Regions from separate parts of the Mus musculus genome. Here all the other regions are linked to region 3. A link is a contact called in public Micro-C and promoter capture Hi-C data. All regions are on one chromosome and are shown on one strand. Each heading gives the region's core, a stretch centred on a gene start, on an enhancer-like site or on the middle of the called end of the contact. The rest is flanking DNA. Distances are from core to core; before and after follow the strand shown.

Region 1 (3,183 bases), core at 245-2,744, 210 kb before region 3:
TGTCTCCTGCTTCAGATCTGGCCTCAGCCTACTGACTCCTTAATGTCACCCAATGTGGCAGCTTTGGAGATGGCTGGCTGTGGAGACGGCCTCCTGGGACTAGCTCACAACTGCCTCTTATAGCTTCTCCTGTGACCCTGTCAAATAACCCTCCCTCCCCATTCACCAAATTCACTGAGCCTGGGGTCACTCTGACTCCCTTTTTTCATATCATCCTCTTTGGTGTGACAAACTGTCTTATGGCACCTGGGACACGTTCCCTAGACTGCAACAAAACCGTAACCTTGCTACCTCATCTCAGCCCCAGTGCCTGCCCGTTCATATCCCCTCGATTCTTTGTGGCACTCTGGCCTACCACCCTAGTTGGTCAGGAGTTTGCATGCTAATATTTCTCTTCCCCAAGTTGGGGGTGACACACGGAGAAGAGCTCTTACCAATTCCTGTTGCACGCAATAGCTGCCAGACATGATGAAAGGGCAGTTCAAATCTTGCCCCTCCTGGCTGTCATCGAACCCTCTTTTATCAATTTCTTCTCCTCTGGCATTTCTTCAACAACAAACTCAAAAAACTCTCTAATCAAACAACTAATTTACTGTTACGGGACTACGGGCTGCTAGCCACAAAGCCTGAGTCTCATGGTTACGGAGTGTGCCCTGATGGTGAGGATCAGCAATGCCCGAACATGCGACAACCCCGGACAACAGGAAATAGTCCAAATTGCTCTCCGGCCTCAACATCACCCCTTCTTAGTTCCTCCTCTTTTATATTGAACGAAAGGGAGGGATGGTAGTTACTAGACATCTTCCACAACCTACCCAGGGACCCTGAGACGGCAATTACGTCATCAGTAGGAGCCAAGTTGAGCCACATTCCTCCCCTGCGCATGTGCTATAGTCCCTAAAAGGCGGACTTTCTTCCCGCCTCTTTTTGATCAACGCCCTTGCTCACCTCCACCCTTCCCAGAGGCAGCCACTCTAAGCCCCTCCCCAATAAACCTCTCAGAGTCTGACCCTTGGAGTGACTTTGTGGCTTAGATCATAACAGGAAATAAAAAGGGGCTGTGGAACCTTCTGGGTAAGCTCAAGGTTAGAGCTAAGGTCAGTTCTTCAGTGCAGGATTCTCGGGGAAGAGTTGCAAATAGTTGTGAGTCACCTAATGTGGGCGCTGGGATTCGTTGCAAGAGCAGCACAGACTCTTAGCCACTATGCCTTCTTTCCAGTTCACCATCCCCAAGCAATTCTAACAAACCCTCCATGCTGCGTGAAATACTGAAGCCCCCGTGGAGCAGAGCCCCAATGAATTCTCCCATCTACTACACACTAATCTCTTTTTTTTTTTTTTTTAAGTTACTTATATTGTACATGCAGATGCTTGAGTCTGTTTCCACCATGTGAGCTGGCTGGCAGGAAACCAGGCTTGGTGACGTGTGCCCTACCCCTGCTGAGCCATCTCACCGGCTCAACCCAGCAGCAGGGCAAAGGCCCCGCCCCGGTGTTACGCTGCCGGATCTGCCCTAGGGGAGCACCCCGGGATTTGGGGCTCCACTCTCCCAGGCCGGCAGCGCATCCTCCTGGCATCTGCGAAGGAATGAGCGTCTCCAGGAGGGCAAGATGCAAAGGCGCAAGGCGACCACAGAGTCCCTGGCATGCCTGGGATAGGGTGGAGGGATCGGTGTACTCGGGTCTTAGACTCCACGACCTTTCCCGGTTCCTCGGGAGAGCACCGCCTGGGAGTCGGGCTGGGTGCAAGGGGCCAGCGCCCTCTAGGCAGCGGAAGTGGCGCTGGTTGTACATCCGTCCCCGCCTCACAGAGTTGGGAGAAGACTGGCTGGTGCGGGAAATATGCAGGAGAAAAGTCTTTGCATAATGTAGAGCGAGCCGTGGGGCTCCGGGAGCGGCGCCCCAAGGTCTGGGGCCATGAACGCGAGCGTGGAAGGAGACACCTTTTCTGGATCGATGCAAAGTAAGTACTGAACAGACGCAGCTGGGGCCTGGCCCGGACAGAGCCAGCAGGCCCCGGGATCGGGGTGACGGCGCACCTTGCATGCCTGTCCCCGCCAGCCCAGTCGGCGTGTCAGGTCGGGAGCCGCCTGGAACTCTTGCAGTACCCCAGGGGAGGCAAGACCAGGGGAGGCCACGCGGCGAGGAGACTGTCACCACCTCCCCTGCCCCGCCGGGTGGAGTTTGGGGCGCAGAGGAGAGGAGAAAGTGGGGTGATCCAGGCCAACTGGTAGGGAAACTTCTGCTTCAGTGGCTCAGGTTGGAGCATCCCTGAGGGGCTCGCGGACAGGTTTGCAGAGCCATCCTGGCACTCAGGGTAGGGGATGATATGGGTGTGAAAGACCTGGCTGGGGGTGACTTGCAGTGAGTTTGAGGTTCTGCTATTTTCCTGACATCCTATAAGCTATTGCTATCTCCATGTGCCTTTGTTCCCCAAAGTACGGGCCACGGACTGAACCGTGGACCGGCCACCTGGAGCGCATGTGTTCAAAACAGGCTGCTTGGTCCATCCCCTGCAGGTCTCCGAGGGAGGGTGGGGCCGGAATCCCAGGTCTTTCCTTGTGCCTGGAGCCTCAGATGTTTGAAAAGCTGTGGACAAGGTTCGCAAACACCTGAGTCACTTTGCTAACTGCAGATATTATAGCCATTGGCTCCCCAAACTTGCCTGAGTGTCCTCTGAACTCTAAACCCAGTCCCCACCCACCCCATGTGTCTCAGTGTCTTCCAGTGCTGTGGACTTCGGGTTGTGTTTTAAAGAGGGACGACCCCACCAGATGACTTACTCTGGAATGGGAAATCAGTCCCCACATCAGAGAATTTATCTATAAGGATCCTAAGGAGAGATCTGTCTTTGTTTTGTTGTTGTTGTTGTTGTTTGGTTTTGTTTTTTGGTTATTCGACAGGGTTTCTCTGCGAAGCCCTGGCTGTCCTGGAACTCACTCTATAGAGCAGGCTGGCTCAGGAAGAGATCATCTGTCTTGTCCCCATTTTGCAGATGAGAAAGCCTTGGGTAAAGTGCCTGTTGACTGTGACAGTTTCAGGGTGCTGAGAAAGGTCCCCATTGCAACTTGTTCCTTTTGTGAATACCAGAGCATAACTTAGCACCGAACTCCTTCACTCTGGACCCCAGTCTCCCACCACCACGAAGACACCCTTAGCTATGCAAATATGGCTTCCTTCCTCC
Region 2 (3,200 bases), core at 489-2,988, 180 kb before region 3:
TTAGTCTGGAGGGAGGGGTGACAGACAAGACAAACTGCGAGAGGAGTACTGTGAGAGGCTCCTGGTCCCGTATAAATAATTGTATTTTATACAGTTTATGTAATTTTTTAACAGGGTATCAACGTGGAGACCATTCTCCCTCAAGCTCTTGTTGATTGTGTCTTAATGGTTACCAAGGCTGATTCCAATGTGGAGTTGGAATTCACCACAGTAGGACTGAATACATTCGTTTGTTTTTCCATGTTTCGGATTTAATTTTTTTCAACTGGAATAAAGGTGTTTGGGTTTGGGTTTTTCATCGTATAGTTTGTATTGTATAGTTTGTATGTACACAGTGTGTGTGTGTGTGTGTGTGAGAGAGAGAGAGAGAGAGAGAGAGAGACTGTGTGTGTGAGTTGGGGGAGCGAGAGAGACTGTGTGTGTGTGTGAGAGAGAGAGAGAGAGTGACTGTGTGTGTGAGTTGGGGGAGCGAGAGAGACTGTGTGTGTGTGTGTGTGTGTGTGTGTGAGAGAGAGAGAGAGACTGGGTGGGTGTGTAAGAGAGAATGTATGTGTGTGTGAGAGAAAGAGATTGGGTGTGTGGAGGGAGAGAGAGTCTGTGTGAGAGAGACTGAGTGGGTGTGTGTAAGAGAGAATATATGTGTGTGTGTGTGAGAGAGAGATTGGGGGGAGAGACTGTGTGTGTGTGTGTGTGTGTGTGTGTGTGTGTGTGTGTGTGTGTGTGTGTGTGTGTGTATGTCTGTTTGTCTGTGCCTGTGTGGACTACTTATGTCCCTACATGGATCCCTACTATGATGGACCATTTTCTAATGAGTGCTGGAGATGAGCCAAAAGGAACAGTGCCCTCACGCCTGGCTAAAACACACGGAACAGGGCTGGAGAGATGGCTCAGTGATTAAGAGCACTGACTGCTCTTCCAGAGGTTCTGAGTTCAAATCCCAGCCACCACATGGTGGCTCACAACCATCTGTAATGGGATCTGATGCACTCTTCTGGTGTGTCTGAAAACAGCTACAGTGTACTCAAATAAACAAATAAATCTTAAAACACACACACACACACACACACACACTGAATAGAGATACTTTGTTGCACTTCAAAATATGAGTAGAGAGGGTGAAGGATGAAGTTTCTTTTTCATTACGTATGTGCATGCGTGCACATCAGTGCAGGTACCCACAGAGGCTAGAAAGGATGTGAGATGCTCCTGGAGCTGGAGTTACCAGTGATTGGCTTGGGTGCTGGAACATAAACCTGGGCCCTCTGCAAGAGCAGTGCACACACTCTTAACTGATTAACCATCCCTCCTATGCTTTGTTACAGAATCAGGGAGCTTCAGCAGCAGGGGCTTGGGCTCATCTCATAAACACCTCCCTCCTTAGCAGACACCTACAGCCACCCAAACTGCCCTGTCTTTATTTTTGTTTTGGAGACAAAGTCTCTGTAGGCCAGGATGACCTTAGATAAGATCCAGGAGAATCAGCCTTCCTTCCGCCTGCAGGGATTATAGGGTTACAAGCTCGAGTGCCACTTGCCACATCTGGCTCCCACACATTTGAAACTTCGGACTTGAGGATTCTGACGTTTCTGCTTAGATGTTAATAAGATGTTGGATCCTATTAAGACTTGAAGGGGCTTTCTCAGACGTGGTTTCTTACATGTTCATCAAGCTTGGGGTCTAGAGGAGACCTTGCTCAAAAGCAAAAGGAAAAATTCTAACCGTTCCCTTTTGAGTCGGTCGTTAGGTGGCACCAAAGAGCAAGCCAGAATGCCCAAGAATGTGAAACAAAAGTCTAGGAGTGTCTCTCTGGTTTCCAGTGTCTGCCAGGATTGACAGATGAGAGCTGTCCGTTACTATGAACAACAACAAAAAAAATCGTCTTAGAATGTTGTGGGACTGCCTGGTCACGTCTTGGCCACAATGGCCTGCCTTCATTCTTCAGTAACATGAATTTATTTAATGAAAGTAGTCATGCAATCATCTCACTTTTATATGAAGAGATGATTTCTGCTTTGGGTAATAAACTGGGTGAGTCTAAAACAATTGTTCAAAGCTCTGAGGTTGTAGGCTCTGTCAATAAGAGTGCTTGCCTAATGTGCAAGAAGACCTGGGTCCCATCATACACACACACACATACAACCCCCACGGTGCATGCTTGTATTAAAAAAAAAAAAAAAAAAAAAAAAAAAAAAAAACACCTTCCAGTAGTCTGGGACTAAAGGCAGGAGGATCAGAAGTTGAAGGTTAACCCCAAATCTGTAGCAAGTTGAAGGCCAAACAGGGTCACAGAAGGAGGCTGGGGCTAAGGGATCACACTCAGGTCTTACCTTTGGAAAATGTGAAGTTCAAGATCCTGGGATCGCTGCCTTCTGAATCTGTCTCCTTCCTCTGTTTTCTTTTATCCTTTATCTGAGTGCAATTCTTATGATGTCACTGTCTCCACTCTTGGCCAGAAATTCTCTCTTTTCATATGAGCAAGAATAATGACTCGCTTACTTCAAATTGGGTAAAAATCAGAAAGCCCCACAGCATACAAGGTTCGTGGGAATCCGTTTGCCTGCTTGGACCTCCACCTCTGGGCTTCTGTCGTGTCCCTCCCCTGCACGTCCAGCTGCGTTGCTGTTTCTGTTTTAGGAAGCTGTTTAGAGGAGCTGCAATCCGGGGGCTAAAGCTGTGTTCCCTGGTTTTTAAGTAGCTCGAATTTGGGAAGGCATATTTTGTCTCTGCTCTCTAACGTTAATGGTTTGAGTCTGAGGATGTGACCTGGAAAATACATGGCATTTGTAATGACTTATTTTGTGTGTATACAGGTGGTTGTTTTGCTTTCCAAGATGGGGTTTCTCTGCGTAGCTCTGACCAGGCTAGTCTCAAACTCACATGATCGACCTGCCTCTGTCTCCTGAGTGCTTTGCACCACCACCTCCAACTTTACTCAGTTTTATTTTGTATGTGTTCTGACTGCACGCATGTCTGTGCACCATGTGTATGCAGTGCCTGTGGAGACCAGAAGAGGGCGCTGCATTGCCTGGAACTGGAAGCTGTGAGCCACCATGTGCTGCCAGGAACTAAACTGGGGTCCTCTGCAAAAGCAATAAGCATGTTGGTCACTAAACCGTCTCTCCAGCCCCCAAATCTGTCTTTTATACCAAAGTGCTTCCAAAGTATTTTCCTGTATGGTGATTTTATGCCCACTAAAATCC
Region 3 (3,590 bases), core at 878-3,377:
CCAGAGAGGGTATTAGCCATAGGAGCCAAGGGAGTGCCTGAATGTATGTGGGGCAGCATTTGCTTGGTGCTCCAAAGGGTTCCGGTAGCTGTGGCTCTGCTGTGACCTGACCCATATCCCGATGGATGACTGAGTGTGGAGCCCAGCCCTGCTCCCTGATGATGCCGTGGTTCTGTGCTGGCGGCTCGGAGTTCCTGTGCCTTGCTGGTGAAATGGGTTTAGTTATTTGGATTTAGTGGGGAGGGCTATTGGGACTTGCTGAAAGCTTTAGGATCTAGCTAAACTCAACTACAAGTCTATCTTTGGCTGGCTGGGAATGGTAGTACACACCTTTAATCCCAGCGCTAGTGTGGCAGAGGCAGGTGGATTTCTTTGAAGCCAGCCTGGTCTAGAGTTCCAGGTCAGGGCTATGTAGTGAGATCCTGTGTGAGGAGCTGGGGACAGATGTGGGTCCGGAGGTAGGATTTGCTCTCTTACTCTAATGGGTCTACCTATATGCACATACTGAGCTCTGTGTGCCATGGCACATATGGTGTGGTTGTGGTGGTGGTGGTGGTGGTGTGTGTGTGTGTGTGTGTGTGTGTGTGTGCGCGCGCGCGCGCGCGAGTGTACGTGTGTCTTGATGCTGCGGACAAAACCTAGGACCTGGCCCTGTTGCACCATTTTAGAAATGAAGAGGAAGAAGTAAGCCAGCCAGCTCAGCTGGTAGAAGAATAGTGTTTTCCCTCAAAAATACTTCTGATGCCTCCTTCCTTGGGGAATGTCTTTGGAATCTCAGTCACTTTTGTTATTTGTTTGGTATCCTTTCTCGATAGAGAAAATACTATAAAAGATAGGGACCCTGGCAGAAAACATCAGCAGAAACTGCCCCTCATAGTTCAGCATCGTTTATGGTAGTTACACGGTGTTACATCTTGAGGGACTTGACATACATACTCATTTTAAAAAAGATTTGTGTATTTTACTTTTTTTTTTTTTTTTTGCATATGTTTGAATCATATGCATGCAATACCAACGATGGCCACAAGAGGGCATCATTTCCCCTGGAGCTGGACTACCGACATTGATCAGCTAGCACAAGGGTGCTGGAAATCGAACCCAGGTCCTCTACAAGTGCAGCTGGTGAACATAACCAATGAACCATCTCTCTAGCCCTCTATATGCTGGTCGATTGATTATTTATTTAGAGACATCGTTTCTCTGTATATCCCTGGCTCATCAAGGCTCTGTAGACCAGGTTGGCCTTGAACTCAGCCTGCCTCTACCTCCCAAGTGCTGAGATCAAAGGCATACACCACCAAACTCAGCTCCTATGTGCTGGTTTTAAGGTTTGTTTTCATTATTCTTTTAAGTAGCATATGCCTGCGTGGGTGTATGCCACGTCAGCGCAGGTGCCCTCTCCGACCCCTTGGGGCTGAAGCTGCAGGTGTGTCAAGCAATGGTGGCTGCTTTTTAAATGCTGAGCTGTTCTCTGGCGCCCAGAGTGTTTTCATTTTCACAATATCCTTTTTGAGATAGAGAGAGACAGACTGACTGATACAGCCTTTGCATGCGATCACTGTGTCTGGGTGAAGGCTGCTGTGACTCTGTTATTATGATTTAGGAATGCAGCTGGAGAGAGGGGTGGGATTGATGCCACAGGGTGTGTGGGGGTCCGAAAACCTGCCCACCTTCTCCCCCCAACCCCGGCCCGAAACTCGGGGGACCCCAGCGCGAGGCGCAGGTTGCAGCAGAGGAGGCAGGCTGTGCGCGCGAGTGGCCGCGGCGTGGAGGTGGGGTGAGCAGGGCGGGGTGAGTGCGCGCCGCTCGGAGCGAGCAGGAGAGAATGCCCGGGGTGGGGTGAGTGCGGCGGGACGCGCGCTCGCGCTCGCGCGCACGGACACGGCGGGGGGCGCGTGGCCGGGGGGAGGCGCGCGTGGGGGGCGCGCGGCGCGGGCGGGGACACTGCGGCGGCCCCGGGCGGCGGGCGGGCGCGCGCGTGGGCGCAGCGCGGAGCGGGGCCCATGGTGCGGCCGTGTCCGTCGGTCGGGCCGCGCGGGCGGCTCCGCGCGTGGCCCGGCGCTCGCGACCTCGCCCCTGCGCTGCGGGCCCGGCCCGCCCGCTGCCGGCGCCTTCTCCCCCTGCCCCGGGGCGGCGCGGAGGCCGCGGGGAGCGCAGGGGGCGCGGCGGGCGGCGACATGACGGACAGCATCCCGCTGCAGCCCGTGCGCCACAAGAAGCGGGTGGACAGTAGGCCGCGCGCGGGGTGAGTGGCCGGGCCGTGGGCAGGGAGGAGGGGACACCTGCCGCGGCCCCCGGGAGTCCGTCCTGGCAGGCGGGGGACCCCGCCAGGGGCTGGGGGCGGGGGCAGGCTCGATCCCCTGGGGACAGAGGTCGAGCTGGAGAGAATGCAGAGTCCCAGGCCGCGCCTCCAGCCGCCAATCGGAGCCCCTGGGGGTGGGACCTGGGAGGTGCGTTTCTAGGGCCGCGCAGGTAAGGCGCTGCGGCTGGGCGGGGCCTGCGGCGCCGTCTCTCCGGTTCCCTGTAGCTCGGCCGTGGGACGCCGGAGCTGGGTGGGGCTGCTGAGCAGGTATCAGTGTAGGAAGGAGAGATGCCAGCTGCCATCTTGTGGGCTCTTTGTGCCTGGCTTCCCCGAGGCCTCAGTTCGGAGGCTCTACTCAATTCTACCGAGTGGGAAACGGAAACGGAAAGCCTGGGGGTGGGGGCGGGGGCGGGAAGGTACTGGAACACGGTTCCCACATTTCCTGCTCCACACTTCCTGCGGGTGGTGTTTGTTGGCTTTTTAAATTGTTTTGGGGTTTGATGGTGCTAGGGACCAAACCCGGTCCTCCAGCCTGTTAACCATTCTACCACTGAGCTACACGCCCCCCCCCCATCCCCCAGAATATAAGTTTTTATGAAGACACTTCGTCAGAGCTCTGTGTGGAACCCTACCCCAACCCCTGCAATAAACACTTTAATTAGTAAGATAAGTAGACTGTAATGTGCCGCGGTTGATTCGTGTCTCCTTGTTAAATGCAGGGACTGTGCCAGGTGATTCTTAGGAAAAACCTGACTTAAACAAGGTCTGCCTAATAGGTGTGCAGGTGTAGGAGTTTACCTGGGGAACTTGAAGCCCACCCCTGACCTCATTTTAGACTATGAAATGAGAATCTGGGGTCTCGACGGTGGCCTCTGTGCTCACAGATTCACCCACCTGCTGAATTTTGAAATGTGAAGAATGGAAATGACCTGTATCCTGATGGTGCCAGCTTGCCCTCCGTGGTCCCGGGCGATCCTTTATGTAGTTACCTGGTATTGGGCGCGGTACACAAACAATGGGGGAGGCACTGCGCGATGCTTGCGGGCTTCTTTGAGGGTTCTGAGGTCCTGTGCAAGGGATGGAGGCTGTGTGTGAGTCTTTGTTTCTTTCCCAGAGTTGGGGGTTGGGCTCAGACAAGAGTTGTGAAACGCTTGGCTGTATCCTCAGCTGCTTCTGCCTTTTATTTAAGTTGGGGGTCTCACTGAAATTCTTCTCCTGGCTCTGAATGTTCTCTGAGCACAGGAGAGACTTACTTGGGACACTCCTGCCTCAGCCACCTTGGTAGATT
Region 4 (3,193 bases), core at 693-3,192, 160 kb before region 3:
ACAGGTATGTGTCCATTCAGAAAGAAAGAGAGAGAGAGAGTGTGTCTTTCTGCCCACTAGCTTCTAGTTTAGTGGGTGGAGTGGGCTTGGAGGAGGAAGGCAAGGGGATGTGAGGTGCCCTTGATAGAGCTCTGGATGCAGCCATGCTATTTCTTCAGGACGCCCCTGGTTAGACAGTTACAGAGCATCAAAGAGAGTTGCTAAAACAAAGGAGGGTCTGGGTCTGACTTACTGGAGTGCCCAACATTTTGGCATAGTGGCAGAGTATTTATTGTCTATAAAGTTCACACTCCAGAATCAAAGGCTCAAATTACCAGGGTGTGGGGGAGGGGCATCTCAGAATGTTTTGTCTGGACCAAGTTCATAGCTCTCTCCTGCTGTAGGATAATGGGCCCTGGGATGGACCCACCTCCCCACCCCCACCCCGTCTCTGAAACAGACTCAGTTAACTTCAGCCCAAGCCCTCCCAGCCACTGCCACACTCCTTTGTCCGATGATCTTCTGGCTGACGCGGCTCTAGGGTGGTGGAGCTGAGGGCAAAGAGGGGTGCCCCCCAAATCCCTAAACAGCTACTGCCTGAATTGGTTCATTTACTGCTAACGGAACCAAGTTGAGGAGCAGGCTCTAGGTCAAAAGCTTCCAGAGTTTGGCCAGACAGTTTTGTTTTTTTTTTTCCTTAAGCCTTTAAATATCGTAAAGCTTTGGAAAGAAGGTCTCCACAGTTATCCCAACAAAGCTCAGGACACTCCCTTAGCAAAGCCTCAGGAATCCGGGCCTGGGGAGGAGGGATTGTGATAAACATAAGGATGGATTCTAAGGATGGATGCAGAGTAGTGGAGCCTCTGAATAAAGGAAGGGCTCTCTATTTGCAGAGAGACAAAAGCTCAAAATTAAGGCCTAAGACTGGCTCCTCAGAATAGGGAAAGGTCACCAGGTTGTTAGACAACATCCTCTCCAGCCTTCCGGGTGGACATTTCTTTCTTTGAAGGAAAAAAAAAAAAAAAAGGCCTGTATGTACACCTGCAGGCCAGAAGAGGGCACTAGCTCCCATTACAGATGGTTGTGAGCCACCATGTGGTAGCTGGAAATTGAACTCTGAACCTCTGGAAGAACGGTCAGTGTCCTTAACCACTGAGCCATCTCTCCAGCCCCAGTTCTGCTCTTTCTAGCGCTTTCTGGAAGCTGTGCTTCCTACATTAAATACAACCTGATTGTCTCCTGTACAGTTTTAGAGGCTCAGCCATCTCTGGGACCAAGGCAATTGGTCTCAATCTGTGAATTCCTTCAGTAGAAAATAAGATACCTACAGCACCCCTCCCTCTGCCTGCAGCTCAGGAGCACGCCCCTTCTGATTTCATGAAATGAGCAGATTTAATGATGTTGCCCCAGCATCTGGAGGGGCACAGCCTGACTCCAGAGACTGTCGTCGGTCGCTGGCCAGCTTACCTATGGAGCTACAGCATGGCAATCACAGAGCCTCTGAACCTCTGTTAGTTTCTATTGCTGATGGGCAGGGCGGCAGGGTGCCATAGGAGGGCAAAGCATGAAGGAAGGTCAGCTTTCTCCTCTTAATGAGGAAGATTGCACCTCACCCCAGCAGATGAGGCAGCCGGGCATCCCTGGAAACATGCAGGGGTCGGGTCGTGGGGACACTAACAACTCAAGGCCTGTAAGTGTAGCCAGGGTAGCTGGAGCACTCGTTAGGAGCTGGGGGCGTGCTGCTGCCATCTAGTGGGCAGAAGGAAATTACACTCCCAAATCGGTTGGCCCTGGGTGTTCATTGCACCAAGGGTGACTTAGAGAAGTGGACATTCTGACGGTGTTTACCTGCTTGATAAAAGCATGCTGGGAATCCAGGAAGCTGGAAAAGCCAGGCCCGACCCTTGAGGTAAGAAGATAGAGCTGCTTCCTAGAGTTCACGGCATCTGGTTTGCCTCTTGGCATCTCTTAACTGACAGGATGTAGGAGGGGACAGGGCATGGTGGTGGACTCCTGTAGCCCAGCACTCAGAAACTGAAGTAAGAGACTCAAGAACTCAAGGCTTCAGTTTGGTGGTGGTGGCACACGACTTTCATCCCCGTACTTGGTTGGCTCTCTGAGTTCAAGGCCCCCCTAGTCTACAGAGGACAGCCAGGGCTACACAAAGAATGCTGTCTTTTAGAGAACGAGAGAGAGAGAGAGAGAGAGAGAGAGAGAGAGAGAGAGAGAGAGAGAGAATATGAATGTTAGTTCAAGGCCTCACCTACAATAAGAATGTGAGCTGTTTGATGGTGTCCCACAACTTTCATCCCAGCACTTGGTAGGCAGAGGCAGGTGTATCTCTATAAGTTCAAGGCCAGCCTGGTCTATAGAGCGAGTTTCAGGACAGCCAAGACTATACAGAGAAACCTTGTCTTGAAAAACAAAACCAAAGGAATTTGAGGACAGCCTGCTCTATGTGAGACCCTGCAGTGGGGAATAGAGAGGGCTTAACAAATAAAGTCAGTTGCCACCAAGCTGACCATGCGGTGGTAGAAGAGAGCCGGCTTCCACAGATTGTCCCTTAACCTCCACACACACACCATCACACACACACTCACACAAGAGGGGTCGGTGAGAATAAATGAATGTCATTTTTAAAAATGAGAAAAAGCTAGGAGGTCCTGGGGAGCTTGCAGAATCCCTCCCTCAGGGGACCTGGGCAATGGTGGCCTAATGCTAGAATGCCAAGTAGTTGTGAGACCCTTATTGAGGACCCAACTGCACTTGAACGCTGAAGGCTCTGTATCCGTTACTTTTCTGAAGCTGTGATAATTTACAACCAAGGTAACTTATAGAAAGAAGGGTCCATGGGGGCTTACGATTTCAGAGGAATAAGAGGTCTGTCCTGGCAGGAAAGCCTGGCAGCCAACAGCAGATGTGGTGGCCCGAGCATGAAGCAGGGAGCACACTGCGAATAGCAAATAGCACGTAAGGGCTTTAGTCTCAAACCAGCCTCCAGTGAGCTCTCCTCCAGCAAGGCTACACCACCTAACCCCGCCCCCCAAACACCAACGCCAACCCAAGACCAAGTGTTCTCCACCACAAACCACCACAGCCTCCAACAAGCTGATGTCCTCTTGTGCTTTCTACATTAGAAATTAAAGCTGAAACATTAACTACTCATTTTATAATAACCACAGACCCATCAACTTAATATGACATCTAACTGAGC

Evidence for each region. Promoter capture Hi-C pulls out the DNA fragments that hold promoters and counts their contacts. A called contact is a pair of places that touch in the nucleus more often than the background predicts. Capture Hi-C pulls out chosen DNA fragments and counts their contacts.
Region 1: a contact with region 3 is called in a promoter capture Hi-C map of pancreatic islet. The contact joins the promoter of Zfp64 here to the promoter of Atp9a in region 3. A contact is called at or near these places in 5 of 39 promoter capture datasets (embryonic stem cells, frontonasal cranial neural crest, hippocampal neurons and 2 more), 1 of 484 Hi-C or Micro-C datasets (embryonic stem cells), 4 of 115 datasets of contacts at active chromatin or transcription factors (embryonic stem cells and stem cell-derived neural progenitor cells) and 3 of 9 other capture datasets (adipose tissue, embryonic stem cells and pancreatic islet).
Region 2: a contact with region 3 is called in a Micro-C map of palatal mesenchyme, with 2.5 times the contacts expected there. The contact joins the enhancer-like site here to the promoter of Atp9a in region 3. A contact is called at or near these places in 3 of 484 Hi-C or Micro-C datasets (embryonic stem cells, nephron progenitors and palatal mesenchyme), 5 of 115 datasets of contacts at active chromatin or transcription factors (craniofacial prominence, embryonic forebrain, embryonic hindbrain and 2 more) and 3 of 9 other capture datasets (adipose tissue, liver and pancreatic islet).
Region 4: a promoter capture Hi-C map of embryonic stem cells shows a contact between it and region 3, with 2.6 times the contacts expected there. The contact joins the enhancer-like site here to the promoter of Atp9a in region 3. A contact is called at or near these places in 3 of 39 promoter capture datasets (cranial neural crest, embryonic stem cells and maxillary cranial neural crest) and 6 of 115 datasets of contacts at active chromatin or transcription factors (embryonic forebrain, embryonic hindbrain, embryonic stem cells and 3 more).

What each region holds. Positions count from the first base shown.
Region 1 is chr2:168,953,898-168,957,080 of GRCm38.p6, reverse strand. Zfp64 (zinc finger protein 64) reads left to right here and starts at 1,494. Exons shown (of 6, transcript NM_009564.2): 1 at 1,494-1,962. The coding sequence starts at 1,917. Gm39993 (a long non-coding RNA gene) reads right to left here and starts at 998. Exons shown (of 2, transcript XR_867023.3): 1 at 435-998.
Region 2 is chr2:168,922,464-168,925,663 of GRCm38.p6, reverse strand. Zfp64 (zinc finger protein 64) reads left to right here. Exons shown (of 6, transcript NM_009564.2): 6 at 1-303. The coding sequence ends at 4. Among named protein-coding and RNA genes, the nearest start is that of Zfp64, 32 kb to the left of the region's middle. Within about 2 kb of position 1,738, at least 4 of the 459 cell types and tissues checked have an H3K27ac peak or open chromatin away from gene starts, as enhancers often do. A contact at or near this core is called in palatal mesenchyme, where this site is marked.
Region 3 is chr2:168,740,337-168,743,926 of GRCm38.p6, reverse strand. It overlaps Atp9a (ATPase, class II, type 9A), which reads left to right and starts at 2,127. Exons shown (of 28, transcript NM_015731.3): 1 at 2,127-2,245. The coding sequence starts at 2,178.
Region 4 is chr2:168,902,895-168,906,087 of GRCm38.p6, reverse strand. It overlaps a transcript of Zfp64 not described here. Among named protein-coding and RNA genes, the nearest start is that of Gm25214, 22 kb to the right of the region's middle. Within about 2 kb of position 1,942, at least 13 of the 459 cell types and tissues checked have an H3K27ac peak or open chromatin away from gene starts, as enhancers often do.